2 separate regions of the Mus musculus genome follow, and region 2 is linked to region 1. Evidence: chromatin contacts called from public Hi-C data. All regions are on one chromosome and are shown on one strand. Each heading gives the region's core, a stretch centred on a gene start, on an enhancer-like site or on the middle of the called end of the contact. The rest is flanking DNA. Distances are from core to core; before and after follow the strand shown.

Region 1 (6,383 bases), core at 1,743-4,242:
ATCAAATCAAGTCTTTTGGAAGATTAACCAGGACAGTTAACTAGTGCTCTGCCAATGCTCCAGTCCTTGAAACCATAATTCTTAAGCAATGCTTTTATTAAAGATACTTGTTAATTTCTAAGTGTGGTGGTTTGAATAGGTTTGACCCCCATAGATTCATATGTTTGAATGTTTGTCCCATAGAGAGTGGCACTAGTAGTGTGGCCTTGTTGGGGTGGGTGTGGTCTTATGGAGGACATGTGTTACTATGGGGTGAAGCCTTGAGGTTTTCTATACGCAGGCTCCTCCTAGTGTGTGGAATTTCAGTCTCCTGTCTTCAGATCAAGATATAGAACTCTCAGTTCCTCCAGCACTACGTCTGCCTGCAGATTGCCGTGCTTCCTGCCATGATGATAAAAGACTAAACCTCTGAACCTATAAGCCAGACCCAATTAAAGGTTTTCTGTTATAAGAGTTGCCTTGGTCATGGTGTCTCTTCACAGCAATAGAGCTCCAACTAAGGCAGTAAATAAAGCACTTAGCAGAAAGTGACTGAGAGTCATTGCAAAATAAATGGATTAGGCTCCCTTTTTTTCTGAGAGCACATAACATATTACAACCTTAGTCTATGAGAGAGCCCAAGGATACAGTGCAAGATGGGTTATTAGCAGACCAAAGCCATAATAAATGTGAGGATATTCCAGGTTTCCAAAGCCATTGGCTTACAATGCTTAGCATGTCACATGCTTAACGAGAGCTGTTATTTACAAACCTGTTAGATACAGAGTGCTACGAATTTGGATCACATTTGTTTTCAATTGTACAATCAAAACAGGCCTTGTAGTACTTATGTACATCTATAAAACGAAGATCAAAAACTACATTGCACGTGTTCTTCCCAAAGACACAGCTCACACGTAGCTTATTTAAAACACGTTTGTGCCAAGAGCAGGAAGTAAGTTTACCTCACTTTTCTTCCTATCTTGCTTTTAAGGTACAATACAATTTGACATATGGGTGGCTAGAAGGTCATCAAAGAACCAATGAAAGATAGAGACTGCATGAACGGAGGAGATGTGGGATCCTTTGTTTGGCTTGTGTCAGCTTTGGTGGCTCACCTGTAGCAAGTCAAGCCTTCAAAGACACTTTCCTGCTGTTGCTAGTTATGAAGGACAGGTTTTGGTTATCCTATTTTAAACTAAACTTTAGACATCAAGAGAACAAGTATCCAGATAGAGATCAATAAACCTTTGAGTATCTTACAACACCATTTCCACTTGCGTAGATGGAAAAATCCCCACTTGCTTTAAGATAGCTCCTGAAAACTTTAGACTGTGGTGAGGAGTGAGTAAAGACGGGGCAGGGCCCAACATTCTCCAAGTCTGACTCAGGTGGAGAAACTTATAATAAGGAGTGGAAAGAAATCTCACGTTCTACCCTCCCCTTCCTTGCCTGAGTCACCACTTTGCTGGTTTCAGTGTTTTGTTTTGTTTTTTTAAATACAGTATGTAAAAACTACTTATCAGAAAGTTATTTGTTCTATAGAGCTGGACTCTTACAGTCAGGCTAAGAAATTTTCTGAGTTGCTTTCAGTAGGCTTTGTGTTAGGGACAGTAATGAGGGTTACTTCCTTCTTTGTGGTTCCTCAAGACAAAGAAAAGCAGTGTAGCTTCCTTGAGACTGACTTTTACAGAGAGGCAAACCTCAGACATCAGAAAGCTTATTATCAATTCAACTGATAAGTTTTTTGTTTTTTTAAAGAAAGCATCCATTAAGCAAGGAAATAGCAGATAAAAGACGTTTCCAGCTTAAGGCTGGGGAGAGGCAAGCATAAAGCCCAGAGTTCAGATTCCCCAGAGCCCACAGAAAAGCTTATATCCCAGCTCTGGAGAGGCAGATTTCTGGGACTCAATGGCCAGTTAGCCTAGTGACAGAGTTCCAGGCTCAGTGAATGACCCTGTCTCAAAACACAAGAGGCTGGGGACGTGGGTAGAGTGCTGGGTTGTACAACTTCCTGGGTGTGATCCCATGAGTGCTTGCTCATTGTCCATGAACCTGGTTATGATCCATAATGCTCTAAGAAATGGGTGTAGAGACACAACATCCAATCACAGCCCTGGGGAGGGAGGAAGGAAGGAGGATCAGAGGTTTAAGAACCCAGTGAGTTCCAGGCCAGCTGGGGCTACCTGAGAAACTGCCTCAAACTCCTACTTCTTACCAACTAAATAAGGTGGAGTGTGACTTTAGGATGTATGTGCAGAACTGGAACACACATGTGAGCTCACACACACACACACACACACACACACACACACACAGAAAGAGAGAGAGAGAGGGAGAGGGAGAGGGAGGGAGGGAGAGAGAGAGAGAGAGAGAGAGAGAGAGAGAGAGAGAGAGAGAGAGAGAGAGAGAGAGGCAAATCTCCTGGCCATGCAAACCCAGTCTTTTCCTGGTATTCCCAGAGAGAAAATGGTATCATGCCTCAAAAGAGGCCAGATTCATAGGCCAAATCTAGGAACAGTTAACCCTGGAAAGGCCAGCACGGACATACACACTCTCTGAGACTGCAACGCAAATACAGAAATCATTTCCAAGGTGAAAAGCCCTTCCCCAGCCACCTGCAATGCACGCAGCCATGAGAAGGCTACCTCCACCTGGAGCCTACTGCTTTGCCAAGAACCTGGCAGTCAGTAAGCATCCAAAGTTACAGCAATACAGGTGAAGCATGAAACAGCAGCGACAGGGAGAGCGACACCAGATCCCCAGTTGGGGAAATTGGAACGCATTAGCACATCTGTATTTCTAACAGAGTACAATCACTACATTTTATTTTATTTCCACAGTCAGGGCCTAAATGAACATCACCATTCAGTTCTGTTCTGGGCAACTGTCCAAGCTCATCTTTGGTGCAGTTGATTTTGAAGCCTTACGGTCAATCACATCTTGACAATTTGTTCTTCCTTCAGGCTTCAGGCATCCTCCTGATTTCCAGCTCTGGTTTGGAACGCCTGAGTCATCCCTTTTGGCAACAAGACCAACCCAAATCAGTCATTCTCTCCAAGTTGTGCTGAAACAGGCATCGTGTGCTGGTTGGTTTTCTTCTCTTTCCCTTCACATCATTCTCCTTTAAAGCTCTCCCAATACAACGCTGACTGAAGGCATACAACACCCTCTTTATTCACTGTTACACCCCAGTTTCTCATCCACATGCAGTTGCTGTATAGCTAACACAGCGAGGCCTTCGTCCAGTCCTGGACTATGCGTGCATGGCTTCCAATCCTTGGATGGGCAGGGTATATAAGATGTGACACGTTAGGTTGTTATCTGACATTGTTTATACCCCACAAGTCTCAGTAATTCACGGGATGGAAATAAGGAGTGTTTGTTTGTTTACTTAGTATAAATTAACTATTTTATTTATTTATATCCCAAATATTGTCCTTCCCTGTTCCCCTTTCAGAGTTCCTCCCCTATCCACCCTCTCCTTTGCCTCTGAGAGACCAACCCCTATATCCCCCTCACCCTGGGGCATCAATTCTTTACAGGATTAGGTGCATGCTCTCCCACTGAGACCAGACAAGACAGTCCCCTGCTACATATGTGCTGGGAACCATGGATCAGCCCCTGTATGCTCTTTGGTTGTCGGTCAGTCTCTGGGAGCTCCCAGGGGTTCAGGTTAGCTGATGTTGTTGGTCTTCCTATGGGGTTGCCATCCCCTTCAGTTAGCAGAAGGAGGTTTTATACCAGTGTTATTTGAATGACATAGACTCTGTGATTTGAAGCTAAAAACATTTCAGGGGCAGTTGGGGTCATTTTCATGTAGTCAGTAGAGTGGGAAAATGGTATATCTTTCAAAGAAAAGAAAACAGTTTAGAAGTGTTAAATTAAGTGGATTTTTTGTTTAAGAAAAGCAAAACAATTAAAACCAACCAACCAACCAACCAACCAACCAACCAACCAAAAAAACCAACTCAATAAAGACCAGTGTGATGAAACTTTTAGTTCTAACCAAAAAAAAAAAAAAAAAAAAGTTTTCACTATTCAATTCACATTAGGTCTTCAGATACAGATAAAATTTTTAATTGAAAAAAAATTTATACAATATATTTTGATCCTGTTTTCCCCTCCCCTAATTCCTCTCAGATCTTCTCTGCCTCCATACTTCCCAAGTTTATATTCTCTCTCTCTCTCAAAAAGAAACAAAACAAAAACAAAAGAACAATTAACAAATAGATACCCACATTAAAAAAAAAAAACGAAAACATCAAAATAAAGAAGCAAAATGAGAGAACAACAACAACGGCCCAAATAAAGCAAAATGAGACAAAAATACAATTGAATTCTGGTCATGGGGCTTCTGAGGAAGTGTGGTCACTATACCCAGAGAGACTCCTTTGGAGAAAACTGAGTTCCTTTGCTGGCAGCTATCAATTGCAGATAGTTTCTGGGTAGCCATGGGAGCCTGTGTCCACTTCCTCTTCTTAGTGCTGGGACCCAGCTGGCTGGAACCTGTGCAGGCCTTTGTGTGCTGCCCCACTCAGTCACGTCTGGAAGACACCCTTTCCTTGGAGTCATTCGCCAGCTCTGGCTCTTACAGTATTTTTGCCTCCTCTTCTGAATCGATCCCTGAGCCTTGAGGAGAGGGCTTTAATGAATAAACCCCATTTCAGACTCTCATTAACAAACCCTCAAAGTCTCTCATTCTGCACTTTGTCCAGTGGTGGGTCTCACAGACAATAATTTTTATTAATCCATTACTAAGAATTAACTGAATAAAGTTTCTGGTTATAGTCCTTTGATTTTTTTTTTTATTTAAACCATACCAATTTCATTGTAGGTGATATAGAAGAATTCTTTAAAGTTTTTTATGAATACATGTTTAAAGTTGAATCTTCAGTATGAATTTACCGGAATAATTAAAGTTTTTCTAATGTGTCTAAAAAAAATAAACCTATGACTTCTCCTTTCTAAAGTACAAAATATAAGTTTGGCTGTCTGTGTCATTTAGGAGGTGGGTCTGTGGCTCCATCCCTGGGAAGCTGGCAGAGAGCTCTACTCACTAAGCAGGCTGCTCCATTCAGGCCAAGGGAGAAAGCATTCACGTCCAGAGCCCTGAAGGAAATGCTAAGGATAGAAAAAGTGAAAACAGCGTTGGGAAGCAACCAGAGTGGTGAATGACACTGGTAAAATGCAGGTATTAACTCCCCTATCACTCAACAGAAGACTTAGTTATAACCAGCTACACAATAAATATATCACTTGTTGGTGACAGTAAATTACCTTGCTCATAACGAGCACACTTCTCTTTGGAAATAAGACTCAGTCTTTCCCTTATATGGAGGCACTGACTGTGAAAAGGGACGGAAAGACAAAGTAAAGCAAAACAAAAAGGCAAAGATAAGCTGGCACATTCTCCATTGGCCAGCTTCCTGGTAAGTAAGGCCACTGGTAAGTAAGTCTCCAGAGAGATTCCCTTGCTCTGTTCAGAAAACATTGTGTTCTCATCTATAGTTTGTCCTCTGTATTTACTTTCTCATCTTCCCATTCATGAAATGATTATCATTCATCTATCCATTCATAAATATGTTTTGTGCTAGGTGAAGGACCTATTTCTAGGCCCACATGTTAACACAGTAGTTCCATTGTCCTATATTAACTGACATCTTTATTTTCTCCATGAAGACTTCTCAGAATTGGCAGAACAAAAACTCCATCCTTGTTAGTGTACTTGGCCTACATTGTTTGGTGAATGTGATACCCTAAATATTATGTTATTAGATATAGCATGTAGGAATATTTAGGTGATATTTAAATATTAAATACATATACATATATATATATTCATATATAATCTAGGCACATACACATATATATCTATTTGTAGATAGACAGATCCACATATATGACTTAGATCTATATCAATAGTCTGAGTGACTTGTATAATTTTTTGACTTGTATAATTTTAACTGAATAGAATATACATTATGCATCTAAATACTTTATTTAGTTAAAGTTATAACATGCTAAAGAAACAATAAACCTTCTAGTCATTTATTACTAGTAATTCAAGGTTACTTGTCAATAAAGGCAATGTGATTTGGGGCTATGAAGCTACACAACTTAGCCATCAGCTTGGCTCAATTATATATTATCTGTTTATCCACTATGGGAAAAAAGAATGGTACAACAAAGGTAACAAACGAATTCTCAAACATCATTGTTAAAATAGAGGCATCCACTATGCCTGTTCTCTGGAAATGACTTAGTTGCTTGATTTAATAGCCTGGCCTAGCAGCAGGGTCATATTTGACTGCAGTTGAAGAAGAAAGACCCAGAATTTACAGATGTCCTTCACAATTGGAATCTTATCCCAAGTATGTGACCTAGTCCAAGGGATTCACAGC
Region 2 (6,383 bases), core at 2,649-5,148, 120 kb after region 1:
AGTTGCCCTTAGGTTCAGACAATAAAGGAGTGCACTCTGTACAGAAATTATTAAAATGTATTTATTCATTTCCTATGTACATGGGGGGGGGCAGTCAGTGAACAATGTGTGGGAGTCAGGAGATTGAGCTCAGGCCAAATACCCTAACTGTCTCAGCCATTTCCCAGGACCTGCACAGAATTAAACACACACACACATAACATACTGGCTTGCTTTTATATCACCATACCTTACTAAGTTTTTAATAATATCAGTGATGCAATAAGATCCTGGTTACCGGACTAGACACCCTTTGGCATTCCAAGGCTCGGGAGTTTGTTTCGTAAAGTCAGAGGATTAGCTGGCATCCAGAAGCTGGTTCCTTGGTTAGTGCTCCCTGGTTCCTTGGTTAGTGCTCCCTGGCTCCTTGGTTAGTGCTCCCTGACTCTTGGGCATGAGAGAGAGCTCCAGGAACAGACAGTCAGATGTAAAGTTTGACCAAAGAGTAGAAACAGTGTGAGATGCTTCTGGAGGACAATAGGTTTAAAAAAAATAAATAAATGCATGGCCAGCTATAACTTCTGAAGAAGAACCCAGAAAACACTGGCTGTCAAGAGGAAGGTGTGGATATGAGAACTTAAAATGGAAGGAAGGGGCTTGAACAATGTCCCTGCATCGTGTATAGCTGGGTTAAGAGCTTTTTGCAAATGACTGGTCTTCATGACAGGCAGACTGAAAGAATACCTTTGTGGTGGGTGCCAGCTATCTAGGCCTTAGCCAGTGTTTCAGGTCAGTGGCACTGGGGCTCACAGGCATCCTCATCTGTGGAGCAATCCTTTGAACGTCATGCCCTCTGAATCAGTCGGATGCCTTGCTGGGGCTCACGGTGTTTGTCACATGCTATTTGTGTCTCGTTTAGGCCAATGGACTAATTCCTTTGTTTAACTCAGTGGTTCTCAATTGGAGGAAAGGGTGATTTTGTGTCTTGAATTTTTGGCATGGTCTAGAGATGGTTTTGCCTGCTAAATTGGTATGACTGGCATCTAGTAAGGACACCAACGGACACTGGTAAAGCATTCCTAACCACCCAAGACAGATCCTGAAACAAAGGGCTGTCCAACCCAAAGTGTCAATAGAGCTGGGATTGAGAAAGTCTGCCTATCCTACAAGGAAGGAGGCTTCTTTAGGATCCCCATTAAGCTGGGTGGAGGGAAAACAGGGAGGACAAGTCGGCACCGATCTGATGTCTTTGAACACAAATCCACACTACTGTGGTAAGGAATGTTTACTGATTGGTGACTCCCTCTGTTTGCTGTTGGTCCGAAAAGGAAGTAAGAGCTTTATGACCCTACCCAGGAACTGCTGGCATTGTTTGCTCTCCCTCTTCAGCTTGTCTTTCTGTATGTTGTTTCTAGCCTCACTTCAGTCTTTGATTTTGAAGCTGTCTGGCCAGTCCTGATCTGGATCTTAGCTTTTAGTCAGTCCTACCTTCTCAGACATGGTTTGCAAGAGGTAGTTATGGGTATATGTATGTGTGCGCATGCGCACACTCGTTCGCATACATGCCTCTGTGCATGGGTGTGTGCCTGTATTGCTGGTTTTGTTAGCTGGGGTGACAATCTTTCTGCAGTGCTAAAGTCGAAGTACCCAGGAGTGCTGGATGTATATCCCATCCGTTATTGCATCACTGACTGAGAGCCACCCTGGAGAGGAGCTTGGAGCTTAGTAGGGCAGTGAGCCAGGCACATGGGTGAGTGATGTGTGGAAGTCTCTGTAGCCCATACTCTGGGACATAGCTGTTCTGGTGGCGGTAACAAGACACTTCTATTGAACAAGAGGATTTTTCTAGAAATAACAAGGTTTGCTTATGGGATAGAGGGACATGGAAGATATAGAACTAAACGCTTACCCCATGCAGAAGATGTGGAAAGAGATGGAAAGGACCAAGCAGTGTCACAACTACTGCAGGAGTTTGTCTTGCTGTCTCTTCATGTAGTCTGGGGCAGCTTGACTACCATGTCTGCCAAGGAAGCTCACTAGCAGTACACTGTCTTCTTCTTTCTATTATTATAATAATTAATTTATATCCCAAATGCTGTCCCTCCTCCTTCTCAATGCCCCCTCAGAGAATTCCTCCTTCCTCTTCCCCTCTCCTTTGTCTCTGAGAGGGTGTCCTTCCCCCCACCCCCGGTGGGTATCCCTCCACTATGGTGCATCAAGTTTCTGCAGGATTAGGCACATCCTCTCCTACTGAGCCCAGACAAGGCAGTTGTCTGTTATATATGTGCCAGGGGCCTCTGATCAGCCCATGTATGCTCTTTGGTTGGTAGCTTAGTCTCCGGGAGCTCCCAGTGGTCCAGATTAGTTAACACTGTTAGCCTTCCTGGGAGGCTGCTATCTCCTTCAGGGCCTTCGATCCTTGCCCTAACTCTCCCATAGGGGTCTCTGACCTTCAGCCAATATTTGGCTTTGGGTATCTGCATCTGTCTCAGCCAGCTGCTGGTAGAGTCTGTCAGAGGACAGCATAACATCACTAATAGTGTCAGGGATTAGTGCTTGCTCATGGGATGTGTCTCAAGTTGGGCCAGTCACTGGTTGGCCATTCCTTCAGTCTCTGCTCCATCTTTGTCCCTGAATTTATTTTAGACAGGACAAATTTTGAGTGAACAGTTTTGTAGGTGGGTTGGTGTCCCTATCCCTCCACTGAGGGGTCCTATCTGGCTACTACATATGCTCCACTATGTTCATAGCAGTTTTATTCTTAATAACCAGAAACTGGAAGCAACCCAGATGTCCCTGAGCTAAAGAATAGAAACAGAGCATGTGGTTCACTTAGACAATGGAATACTATTCAGCTCTTAAAAACAAGAATATCATGAATCTGTAGCTACCAAGGGTCAGGGATGAGGGGTAGGGGGAATCTCTAGGAAGTCCTAGAGACCTGGGATAGGGGAGGCTCCCAGGGGTCAGTGCGAGTGACCTTAGCTGAAATGCCCAACAGTGGAGATATGGAACCTGAAGGGCATGAAGGCCTCTAATTCCTACTTTCTAGGATTCAAAAGCTGTCTAGCCAAGTGGATGCTTGGCATCTTTTTACAGGATGCCTTTTTATAGCCATTCCATTTCCTTGGGAATCTTTGCATATTTGTCACTGTGTGATGACTGCAGAATATAACCCAGAGCCTAATTGAATGTAAACGCTTGCTTTTATTTATGAGGAAATTCTTCATAATGTCGTCTATAAGCTCCAACTTAGGCCTGGGGTCTGGGACTGCTTGGTTTTGGTCTCCAGCGCTTTTCATCAAATGTGAGGGAGCTGAACAGCAGGACAAGCTGCTAAGTGGGGACAGGACCATGCTGGAGCTGCTTCCTAAAGCACAGGCAGGGAGCAAGCCAGTAGCTCTGGGATGGAAAGGCCTTTTAGGCAGCACCATGGGAGTCTATTTAAACAGGTGACCTTGCAGAGAGAGGCTCCGGCTCCCATTACCAACTGCTGGTTGGCAGGCAGGCTTGTTTTTATGAGCTCTCAACGCGCACACAGCGGGGCCAGGCGTAAATATGGAGGGAACTTGCCGAGACCCTGCTCCTTTTCCATAAAATGGATAGAAAAGAAAACAATGAAGAGGCTTTGTGAGAATTATCACCCTCTCAGCAAATGACCAGTGAGCATCGTTCAATTAATGTTTTCCGTTGACTTTATCTGAGGGGGGAAAAGGCGCAGAATACCAGAGATTTCTTTCAACTGTTGGGATTCCCAGGGAATGGTGGAAGGAGGAAAACAGCTGCTTGTATAGCAGTTTAAGGGTCAAATGCTGCTCTGCCCGGTGCCTCTGACATCACTTAACTCTCCCCGGGAGAGGGGCACTAGCGTCATTCTCTGGGCTGGCCAGCAGCAGGCCTGAAGGTGGGTCCGCAGCAGCTCAGTCTTGTTTCTCCTGGAGACCTACAGGGTCAGAAACTGTGAGGGAGCATTGCAACTAAGACTCTAAGTCTTTGTTTGTATTGGCTTGAGAGAGAATTTTTTTCACAATTTATGAAAACACAATGTAGCCAGAAAGTTACAATGTAAATGTGAGTTTCAAACTTTGCTGTAGTCATAGGTTAATCGTTAGTCATTTGTGGTTGACAAGGGAGGTTATAATTTGACACCTGGCAAAAAATCAAGCCCATTTCAGAGAAGTTAGGAGCTGGGAAATGAGATGGAAAAACACCCTCCATTTCCCTAGGAGGTCCCATGAAAAAGCATTTAGCAAAATCTCTTCTCTCCCTAGAAGTCAATTCCTAGTGTTTCAGGGCTGCACTGTCTCCTCGTCACTAACGGCTGGACAAACTGCTGGACAGCTGCCTTCCCAGCCTAAGAGCCTTGTAAGAACCTGGCAAAGAATGCACAAGTGATCTTCTGGGAGTTGAAGGAAAGAGATAAATAACTTCTCAACTTGATATTTAAGCAAAGGGACCACCGAAATTTTCCATGTCAGTCCTGAAAATACATTTTGAAGCCTCATAGAGTCCTGGGAGAAAAGGCCTTCAGAATGACAGAGCCTTCATTCTCAGGTCCCCCTGGTTAGACTCCAGATTCCCTTTGCTCGCTCTAACCATTTTCTTTTGTGCTGTGAGATCAAAATATTGAACTCTGAGTTTGGTATTTTCTGAACCCTGACCTCTCACAGGTGTTCTGGCTCATTTCCTGCGAGTAATGTTTAATTTGGGAATGTTTCCTTCTCTTCTCCCATTCCCCTGCTACAGCTTGAAACCTGGAACACCCGCACACAAGACCCAGGCTATCTTCCTGTGCTGCACAGCAAACACCCCAGTGTGCTCTCTCGGAACTTGGCAAGCATCTGGACGGGACAGCTTTCCTATACACTGGGAAATCAAAATAGAAAGCACCAGCTTTTTGCCAATTCTGCAACCTGAGGACAAATTTCAGGGTCATTTTTTTTTCTTATTTAACTTAATCGTTTCCCTATTTCAGTACTAAAAATAAAGTCAAATAATTTACTTAGGTGTTCAATATATATTAAGGAAACAGAAACATTTTAGGACCAGATATCAGCAAAATCCCAAAACATGTTCCTAGATTACCCGTTCCAAAGCACAGGTTACGCTCTGCCTCAATATGAAGAGTAGAAAGCATAACTTCCATATATGATACATTGCTTGCTTCAGATTGGGCTGTTTCCTGCTTGATACTTCTGTAGTAATTCTGTTTGTTTTTTCAGAAAAAGCTTTTCCACATCATAGAAGAGGATGTGAGAATATCGTAAGGCCCATGTAGGAGATGCCTCAGTGATGTCCTATTGGCTGGACGGGAATGATGCATACATGCATGAAGAGGAGAAGTGACTGTGTGCGAAGGAAATACACAAAATCAAGTCAGCCAAAATCCTAATGTGGATGGGTGAAGGGCTCAGGAAGGCTAACCCCCACTCAAGACATTATTGGTAAATTATGACTACTGTGGAAGGAACGGGTTCTTTAATGGCTGATGTCCACTTATAAGTTGCTATGACATAGTTGAGGAAGTATTCTTGTAGGATAGTTAAGTGTCTTTTGGGTGTATACCCATGCTATAATACATAGATGCAAAGAAACTGGGTAATAAGGAGGGTTCCAAGGGAAGAAATGAGATTCTCACTCAGAAGGGGAAATAAAATACTCATCAGAGGTGAATGGAGAGAGGGAACTGGGTAAAAGAGGGGGTGAGGAGGATGACAGGGGTGGGGATCAGATGAGGGCGGCAGGAGAGGGCTGGGAGTGAGAATGAAAATCAGCTGGGGGGGTGTGGCATCTCCAGTATTAGCTGTAGACCTGGGATAAGGAGTCTCCCAGGAAACTATGGAGTCAAACCTAGTTGAGATTTCTACCAGCTAAGGATATGGAGACTGAAATGGCCACCTCCCCTCCCATGGCCAGGATGGACCTCCAGTGGATGGAGGAGGACATCAACCAACCCACAAAACCTTCAAGCCAAAATTTGTCCTGTCTACAAGATGAGCAGAGATAAAGATGGAGCAGAGATTGAGGAAACAGCCAACCAATGATTGCCCCAGTTGAGACCCATCCCATGTGAGAGAGCCAACCCCTGATACTATTAATGATTCTCTGCTATTCTTGCAGATAGGAGCCTAGCATAACTGTCTCCTGAGAGGCTCCATCCAACAAAGGATGGAAACAGATCCAGAGACACATAGCCAAACATCAGGCAGAGCTTGGGGAATCTTGTGGAAGAGTGAGAGATAGGATTGAGTGAGTCAGAGGGATCAAGGACACAAAAAGACTACAGACTCAAATAGCCTGGGCCCATGGGGGTTCACAGAGACTGAACCATCAACCAGAGAACATGCAAGGGCTGGGCTTATACCCTCTATACATTGGTAACAGATATACTGCTTGATCTTCAT

Evidence for each region. A called contact is a pair of places that touch in the nucleus more often than the background predicts.
Region 2: a contact with region 1 is called in a Hi-C map of pancreatic cancer cells, with 1.9 times the contacts expected there. The contact joins two enhancer-like sites. A contact is called at or near these places in 2 of 484 Hi-C or Micro-C datasets (liver and pancreatic cancer cells) and 1 of 9 other capture datasets (adipose tissue).

Annotation. Positions count from the first base shown.
Region 1 is chr12:56,778,454-56,784,836 of GRCm38.p6, forward strand. All of the region lies in intron 3 of Slc25a21 (solute carrier family 25 (mitochondrial oxodicarboxylate carrier), member 21), which reads right to left. Among named protein-coding and RNA genes, the nearest start is that of Gm46352, 76 kb to the left of the region's middle. Within about 2 kb of position 2,993, at least 32 of the 459 cell types and tissues checked have an H3K27ac peak or open chromatin away from gene starts, as enhancers often do. A contact at or near this core is called in pancreatic cancer cells, where this site is marked.
Region 2 is chr12:56,901,988-56,908,370 of GRCm38.p6, forward strand. All of the region lies in intron 2 of Slc25a21 (solute carrier family 25 (mitochondrial oxodicarboxylate carrier), member 21), which reads right to left. It overlaps Gm30001 (a long non-coding RNA gene), which reads left to right. Exons shown (of 4, transcript XR_003950118.1): 3 at 4,726-5,423; 4 at 5,896-5,994. Among named protein-coding and RNA genes, the nearest start is that of Gm30001, 7.4 kb to the left of the region's middle. Within about 2 kb of position 3,899, at least 15 of the 459 cell types and tissues checked have an H3K27ac peak or open chromatin away from gene starts, as enhancers often do. A contact at or near this core is called in pancreatic cancer cells, where this site is marked.